Regions from separate parts of the Muntiacus reevesi genome. Here region 2 is linked to region 1. Evidence: chromatin contacts called from public Hi-C data. All regions are on one chromosome and are shown on one strand. The core of a region is the stretch at or near the end of the contact, and the rest is flanking DNA. Distances in the headings are between cores, read along the strand shown.

Evidence for each region. A called contact is a pair of places that touch in the nucleus more often than the background predicts.
Region 2: a Hi-C map of muscle shows a contact between it and region 1, with 8 times the contacts expected there. The contact joins the promoter of ATG10 here to the promoter of SSBP2 in region 1. A contact is called at or near these places in 2 of 3 Hi-C or Micro-C datasets (blood and muscle).

The regions. Positions count from the first base shown.
Region 1 is chr1:258,363,332-258,367,840 of mMunRee1.1, reverse strand. SSBP2 (single stranded DNA binding protein 2) reads left to right here and starts at 1,321. Exons shown (of 16, transcript XM_065919078.1): 1 at 1,321-1,484. The coding sequence starts at 1,423.
Region 2 is chr1:258,575,607-258,579,564 of mMunRee1.1, reverse strand. ATG10 (autophagy related 10) reads right to left here and starts at 1,974. Exons shown (of 8, transcript XM_065919082.1): 1 at 1,935-1,974.

The sequences.
Region 1 (4,509 bases), core at 72-2,571:
TCCTTCCTTGATGTTTTCCCCTATCTGACCCCCAACTTCACCCCACTTCCCCTGTCACTCCCTATTTTATGCCCATCTCTTCTTTTTAACCGTGTTTGCACTCTGTCTCATTTTACATCCAAGGATCTCCACAAGATAAAGGATGGAGTTCAGTTGGGAGCCAGGTTGTGTGTGTTTTCAGAAACTTTTCCGCCTTTACTGAAATGGGATTGGGGCCTGGGATCCATGAGTATTCTTGGGCAGCCTTTCAGCTCTGGCAAAAGCTGTGTACACCTTGGAGCACGGCTGGGGCCTATTCTGATGGACTAAGACAGGGATGTTTTTAAAAGCCTTCTACGGTCCTTTCCACTCCAAAGGTCAGGATGAGTTGGCATCAACGCCCAAGGCTGGAGAGGCAGGCCAGGTGGGGATACCCGGGGCCCCTTTCTGCAGTAGGTCTGGCGTGTCGCGGGGCTCTAATCTTAGGGGGACGAGGTGGGGCCACTGAGGCCCCAGGAGCCACTGGGTCATCTTTGGGAGGCAGGCTCACCTCTACAGAGACGAGCCAGGCCCGCGCCTGAGTGCTCCCCCGGGCTGCAGGGCGCGGCCCCAGGAGCCAGGCGACGCCACCCCAGCGGCGCCAAGGGCCGGAGGCACAGTCCCTCCCCGGAGGGAAGGCGAGTCGCTCCCGGTCGCTCAGCCAGAAGGTCGAGGGAACAGTGCGCGTGTCCCCCGCCAGCCGGCCCTCTGGGATCTGGGCGGGGGCGACGCCGCAGGGAGTAGGGCCGAGGACCGCAGAGATCAATCCTGGGTACCGGCGCGGGGTCACAGACAGGAGAGGAGCGGGAGAAAGGGGCTGTGGGGGGGAGCTCCCCAGGGCGGCTGGGGCCGTAGATCTGCCTGTGTACTCGGCGGGCGCCCCGAAGTCTGGGGCCGCGGCGGCTCCGGCTCCGCCGGCTCCTGCCAGGGACTCCAGGCCGCACTTTCCCCTCCTCCCGGCGCCTTCTCTCCAGTGAGGAGCCGAGCGCGGGCGGTGCGGGGGGAGGGGCGGCGGCGGAGGGAACAGCCAGTTGTTTAAAATCCTTCTAGAGCAGTTTCTAATTCCCCCCTTGCGCCGGGGTTCGGAGGGGGGAGGGAGGGAGAGGAGCGGGAGGAGGGAGGAGAGCGGAGAGGGAAGGAGGGAGGGAACCCGGGAGGGAGGGAAGGAGGGAGGAGACTGCCGCTTAGGCTGTAGCCGCCGCCGCGCGCTTCGGCAGGCCGGAGGGGGTGGGGGGGGAGGCCTGTCAGTCTCGCGCGTTGCCTGGGCGAAGGGGGCGGAGCTTTGGCGTGGGGCGGCCAATAGTGGGGGTGGCTGCGTGGGTCGCCATGGGGACGGGGCTGTTCCCGGGGAGGCTGTGATGGGTTGACAGGTGCGTGACAGTGGGAGCTGCTCTCCGCACAAGCATGTACGGCAAAGGCAAGAGTAACAGCAGCGCCGTCCCGTCCGACAGCCAGGCCCGGGAGAAGTAAGTGTCTCCGCTCCTCACCCACCTCCGCCTTCTCACGCGCGCACACACACGCACGCACGCACTCGCACACTCTCTCGGAGACACCCAGACACTCTCTGCCGGGGGAGAGCCGGGGGGTGGGCTGGCAGGGGGAGGGGTGCGCGAGGTGGGGGGCGTGCGGCGCGGGGAGCGGCTGTTTCCCAGGGCGGGCTCGCGCGGGGCTGGCGGCCGTGGGGTCTGGCGGGCAGGAGGGAGCGAGTGTGTCGGGGGGCGGCGGCGGTGCTGGTGGCGGGGATGGAAACTTGTTTGGGTGATTGAGGGAAATAACCCGCGGGTTCACCTCCTCGCAAAGTAACTTTAGAGCTGGGGTCCGGGGCTGCGGGGAGCGGAGAGCCTCCGGGGGTAGAGGTTGGGCGGGAGGGGGCAGCTGCGTGGAGGAGGGCACGCGGAGGGAATGTGGGTGTTCGGTGGGGGCGGGCCGGGGTCGGGGCGGGCAGCTAGAGGGGCGCCGCGGCGGGGGGCTCGAGCGCCGGGGCCGGGTGCGCCTGGCGAGGCGAAGGCGGCGGGGCCGGGCGCGCGGCGGGCGGAAGCCGGGCGTGGAGCGGCCGAGCGGGGCCCCGCTGGGCGCGGAGACGCGCGCGGGGCGCGGAGGGCGTGTGCGGGGCGTGGGCCGGGTGGGCGTCGGGGCTTTCCTGGTCCGGAGGAGGGACGCCGCGTTCGCAGCCCCGTGCGCCGCGCGGAGCCCGGGGCAGGGGGCGCCAGGGGCGCCGCTGAAGTTTGGGAGTCAAAGGACCGAGTTCCCGGGGAGGAAAAGTGTGCTGGCGAGAAGCGGGAGCTGCTGGGGTAGACTGGCGTTTCTGCCGCTCGCAGTCAACCCAACTCGGCGGCGGCGGCGGCTGGAGAACTTTTTTTGGAGGCTTGCAGCCTCCCAAACGTAGAGGGCCGTGGCGGTCCGGGCGGCGAGCGGGGGTCGCGGGGCGCGGAGGAGTAGCCGTGGGGGCCGCGGCCGCTGGCGCGAGGAGGGCTGTTTGCGGTGGGGAGGGGGCAGTGGTCCGAACCCGGACTTGCAGGAAGGGTCGAAGCGTGGAGACGGGGAGGAGTTAGTTGTTTGGTCGGTGTGGCGAGGAGATACAGGTGTTAACTCCGGTGGGAGCCCAGGGGAGGCTGGCGAGAAAAGAGCCCCTCCCGGGCTGGGATGCCACCGTCACGGCACGCTGCGAGCAGGGTTGTTTGCTTCTCTTCTTATGTGCTTGTAACGGTGATTTGGTTGTTACTAAAAATGAGAGCGCATAGTGACTGTGACCGCTGAGGAAGAACCCCTCTTTTCTGTGCAGCAGCTCTTATGGTGGTTCCCACTAACCACCTCCATTCTGAGGATGAGGCGTATCCCTGTCATTGGACGCGCTCTGCCCTTCCGAGGACTTCAGACTGGGGAAAAGTCTGAGAGCATCTCTCAAAAGCTACTTTAGTCACCTTGCACAAGGAAATAGCTGCGTAAATAAAAACCGAACGTGCAGAAACTACCGGGTTTCCCTCCTAGTTTTAGGCAGTTAGTAGTCTTCTGAAAGTTTCTCGTGCCCTAGGGTTGGGAACATTTCCTAATCTTCGTGTTGGCAGCAATAAACGCAATTCCTATAGGATTTAGGGGCGGCAGGCCTTGGCGTATCAAAACAAACCGAAAAAAGATACTCCCCCCCCTCCCCGCGAGGTATTTTCTGAGCTGTATTCAGGATCTTGTTGCTGTGACAAGGAGTATGTAAAAGATTTAGCATTATAGGTTGGTTAAGAAATAGCAAGTTAATGGAATTGAAGTTTTGAGCTAGCGTAATTTGTGTGCATTTATCATTTAGTGGCAATATAGCTGAGAAAATAGAAACATTTAGAGAAGATGTTTTAATGATTACAGAGTATTTGGATTTCATATTTTGGGGAGTGAAGGAATTGAAATGTATTGAGGTATACCTTACTTATTTTCAGGGTGGTTTTTGAGAATCAAATTTTGCGTTTTACTTGAACTACAGGAATGGCTGAATTTAATCTATATTATGATAACTTTGTAAAAAAATTTTAAAATCATCTAGCATAATAATGAGGAAGTTGAACCTGGTGTGTCTTAAGTCCTTTCTAGCTCTAATTCTGTGGTTATGTCATGAAAGCAAATAATTGCCATTTTGCTGTCAAGTCTACCAAACTGAACACGAGTAACATCTACACTTGTAAGCCAGGTGGTGCGAGTTCTGCTAGATGGTGCTATTTGATTTAAATAAATTTCTCCCATTCATTATAATTGGCAGCAGGAATCCTGGATTGCTTTGCCTTACGAACTAAATATAGGTAAAGAGGCCACTTTTGGAGAACTGACAGTGATCATTCTGAGTTAACTGTTGTTGCGTTAATTTCTAGGCGAATGTTGTTTGAATCTAAGACAAACATTGAGGTAGATTCTGTTTGATGCAGTAAGTTTCATTTTGCCAGAAGAGTTGATCTGATTACTCATTTTTTGCCCTTTGTGTGTACTTGGGACTTTAATGGCACTATTCCACAATAACCTACTGACTTCCGAAGATAGGTATCTTGAAGTTGTCTTTAAAATGGATATCACCAGGTTAAAAAAAATTTTTTTAAGGAGGCAGACCTCAAAAAGTGCCCAAGTGAAGAATGTTCTTTTATATAGCAAATTAGAACTGTACTGGCCTTAAAAGTCACAGAAATAATGTTTTTCAGTAATGAATATGTAAACATTTTACCATAAAAACATTCTGAAAAATGAATCATCATTAAAAATAATGGCATGCACATAAAATAAAAATACTGGTTTTATAATCCATCAAGAAATACATTTTCTTATGAGTTCATAGAGGAGAGCAGACAGGCCCTTATCTATATTATATCTTTGCTTTCTCTTTCATTAAGTCACTATGTGCTATAGTTGAAATTAATTTGTAGATTTTATGCAGGTTCTATATTTTCACTATACATTTCTGAACATAAAAATGACTGGAGTCAGGTTAATTACTGATTTCGTTGTTTTAAAAGCCAGACA
Region 2 (3,958 bases), core at 725-3,224, 210 kb before region 1:
GGAAACTATAAATTCTTGAACTCAAAAGAGATGACTAAAGTTTTTTTCCAAAAGCTATTATACAACAGTGATATGACCGAATTGAACTGAACTGATATGAACTAACCCTAAATTTGAAGCTAAATTCATATTAGTAAATATTCTTTCTTGGTCCTGTAAACCTACACGATCAAGCACTTTAAGGCCTAGGGTGCCAGTTACATTAGACGACCCTTGGGTTGTGCATGATTTTCAGCAGCCTCTCACTTAATTTGGATGCTTTTAGGTAGGATTTATTCTCCATTCCCCTACTTTCCAGTTGTTTTATACCCAGAAATGCGGCCCCTGAAGACACTTGTTAATCACCAAACAATCTCTAGGACATTTTGTTGTTATTAGGGTTCCATGATAATGTTTATGTCTCAAATACTGCCTCTAGGGTCTCTAACACATCTCTAGAGCTGACTCATTTGAAAAGACCCTGATGCTGGGAAAGATTGAGGGCAGGAGAAGAAGGGGACAACAGAAGATGAGAAGGTTGGATGGCCTCACCAACTCAATGCACATGGGTTTGGATGGACTCTGGGAGTTGGTGATGGACAAGGAGGCCTGGCTGTGCCGCGGTTCATGGGGTTACAAAGAGTCGGACACGACTGAATGACTGAACTGAACTGAACACATCTCTAGGCTTCAAAGATATCAATAATTAAATCAAGCCCACTCTTAAAGAAATTACTTATATAAACTTTACCCTACTCGTTTTTCCTAAGAGGTTGCTGATCATTCTCAGAAACTTAAAAGCTCATCTTGTAAATGTCTACTCTTGTCCATATTTGACCCTTCAGAAGCAAAAAGAATAGGTGGAGTACTACTCAGGGCCTATGCTTTCCAATTCTTTAAAGTCTAAAGTAAGCTTTTATTACTAAAGAGCGAGACAATTGTCAAAGTGTAATTTTTGAGATGTTATAAACACGATTCATACAAAGTGAGCCTGTGGCTAAGATTTACTGAATTCATAATGAACTAACAAGCCGAATGGTAAAAATTATTTTTAAAAATCTTGGAAATAGTGCAATAAAACTATAACCTTCAGCGTAATTTTTTCTCCCAGTCAGAAATAATTTGCATCTCCATTAGACAAAAAAAAATAACGTAACTGCAAAGCCTGGGCCCTAATCAATACTATGTCAAGCAAAAGTATAGTTCCCTAGATAATTGAGTCTCTAACAGGTGGGCCTATTAGACAAGGCTCTACTTTGAAAAGACAGTGCAGCAATCCTTTTGCCTTTTGGAGGATGTTTATAACTTTTACCATCATAAAAGTTTGGCTCTATAAATCAAGTAACTAACATTCCTTTATCCTGCCCATCCTCCAGTCATCATTTCAGATACTATGAGTAGACAGGTTATTTGGAAGAAAAATTTCTATTACTTAAAGAATAATAATTTCTTCAGGTTAAATAATACTTGACTAATGGAATCCCTGGAGAACGAAATGCAACCCACTCCAATACTCTTGCCTGGAAAAATCCATGGATGGAAGAGCCTGGTGGGCTACAGTCCTTGGGGTCGCAGAGTCGAACACGACTGAGCGACTTCACTTCACTAATGCAATCCCAGTACATTAATATCCTTTGTTTCAAGATTAGGAGGCAAAGACATTCTAAAAGGGGACTGGCTTTAAAATCCGGGGTAGGAATACCTAAATGGCGGGTGAGGTCATGATAGTGGCCCAGGAGTAGGGTCCAGACCCGGTGGCAGCTCGTCCCCGCGCCGCGGTCCCAGCGAGACCCGGCCTACATTTCACCGGCGGGAGCCCCGCGTCCCCGCCCTTTTGTTCAGGGCTGGGCTGTTTCCCGCCCTCCCTTCCCCCCTATCTCAGGAGTTGTGTGACGCTCGTGCGAGCAAGAGAGCGAGGAAGAGACTCTGCCGGCAAAAGCTGTGGGAATACTCACCCCGCTCCACTCGGCCCCAGATCCGGCCGCCCAGCCCAGCGGGGGCGGGGCGACGGAGTTGGGGGAGGGGAGCTGGGGTGAGGGACCCACCGCCCAGCCAGCGATCGCGAGGACCGGAGCAATGGGCCCCCGGGGCAAACGGGGCTGCGGCAGAAGAGCAGAACCAGCCAACAGGGACGCCCACCACTGAAAAAAGCCCTAGCCCGCCCTCAGCTGCCGTCGCCTGAGGCGACTCAGAGGGAGCATGCGCACTGTATCTCCCGCACACCCCGGGCCCTGGCTCGCGCCGGCGGCTGACGTCGTGGGCCGCGTGCGTCAGGACCCGGCCGGGGGGCGTGACCTCCCTGGGGCTTCCAACGGCCGCCGCCGAGGCTCCGCCCCGCACTTCGGAGGGCGGTGGTGGGTTCTCTCAGCGCGGCACAAAAGAGGCGCCTTGAGGAAGGGGAGGGGTTGTCAGCGACTTCCAGAGTCTCTGCATACTCTCCTCCAACAACCAACCAAATATCTAGAAAATAAAAGGATGCCCAATGGAGAAGGTAGGGCAAGACGGAGCTGAACCATTCAGTCAGTGCTCCTTGAGTGTCCTCAGAGGTCGGAGAACCGTGCCGACTCTCAGAACACACTGCAAAACTCCTGTGAGCGCAATTAAGCACTAACACGACCACCTTTAAAACTTACGGACCGATATAGAAGTTAGAGACAGGAGAATTGACAGTAGTACCGTCTGGCACAAAGCTCAAGGGGGAGAAAAACTGGCTGCAGAATTAAATTGGGGCGCGGGGTGGTGGAATAAAAAAAAAGACTAGAGAAAATGCAGAGAGTAACAGGGGTTATCCAACTGAAATACTGAAAATGCAACGGCAGACATCTGAGGGAAAACGAGCATCTGCTCCTTTTAACACGACAGAATTAAATTTGTGTCAGAAGAAGTGAGTAAACACAGCAAAGAAGTGAAAGGAAAACCTGCCTTCAAACGTACAGAGCATGGTATTGATCTTGTACCACAGTTATGTAAGATGTCATCACTGGAGAAAGTTAGGTGTTGGATGCTCAGAACACAATGTACTATTTTTACAATTTCCTGTGAGTTTATAATTATTTCAAAGTACTCTGTGTGTGTGTGTCTGTGTGTGTGTGTGTGTCTGTGTCTGTGTGTGTGTGTGTGTCTATGTGTGTGTGTAGGTATCGCTCGGTCGTGTCCGACTCTGCGCGCCATGGACGATAGCCCGTCAGGCCACTCTGTCCATGGAATTCTCCAGGCAAGAATGCTGGCATGGGTAACCGTTCCCTTCTCCAGGGGATCTTCGTGATCCAGGGTTCTAAACCAGGTCTCTCACATTGCAGGCAGGTTCTTTACCATCTGAGCCAAAAAGGGACAACCCTGATCAGTGGTAATCAGAGGAAGGGAATGACTAAAAAGGGGCTTGAGGAAATTTTGAGGGGTAATAGAACTTTACCTCCGTTTGCCAAAACTCTTAAAAGAGATTTTGCTGCGGGTAAAATAGCTTAAAACTCAATTTTAAAGAAGATACCAGTAGTAAAGATGAAAGTCCTAACATGTTTGAGCAACTGTAGATATAAATTAATTGGATAACTGCCAATTAAAATTATCCACTTTATTTTTGAAAAGCATGGGGCAGTGAGAGAATTTCAGCTGGTGGGTGTCTCCAACTTTACCCAGTTATTTTTAAAATATAATTTTTTTTTTTTGCTACATGAATACTTTTATTGTAATATTGAAATAAGGCTAGTGACCCAGAATCATATCCCTGCCCTTCCCTCTGTTGGAAACCAATTGCTCCTGAGTTTCAGGAGGAAGTGTTTCCCCCAGTTATTGTTTGTAGAAAAAGGATTTTATCTCCTAAACCTTCCGTGAGTCCCAAAGAGCAGATCCAAGCAGTTACTGGTTTTGGGAATTACTGAAGCTCAGGTTCTTGATGTCTCATCACAAAGAATCAGTGAGAGACATAGTGATGAATAAGAAATAGATTTATTTAGAAAGAGACATACTCCACAGAGTGTGC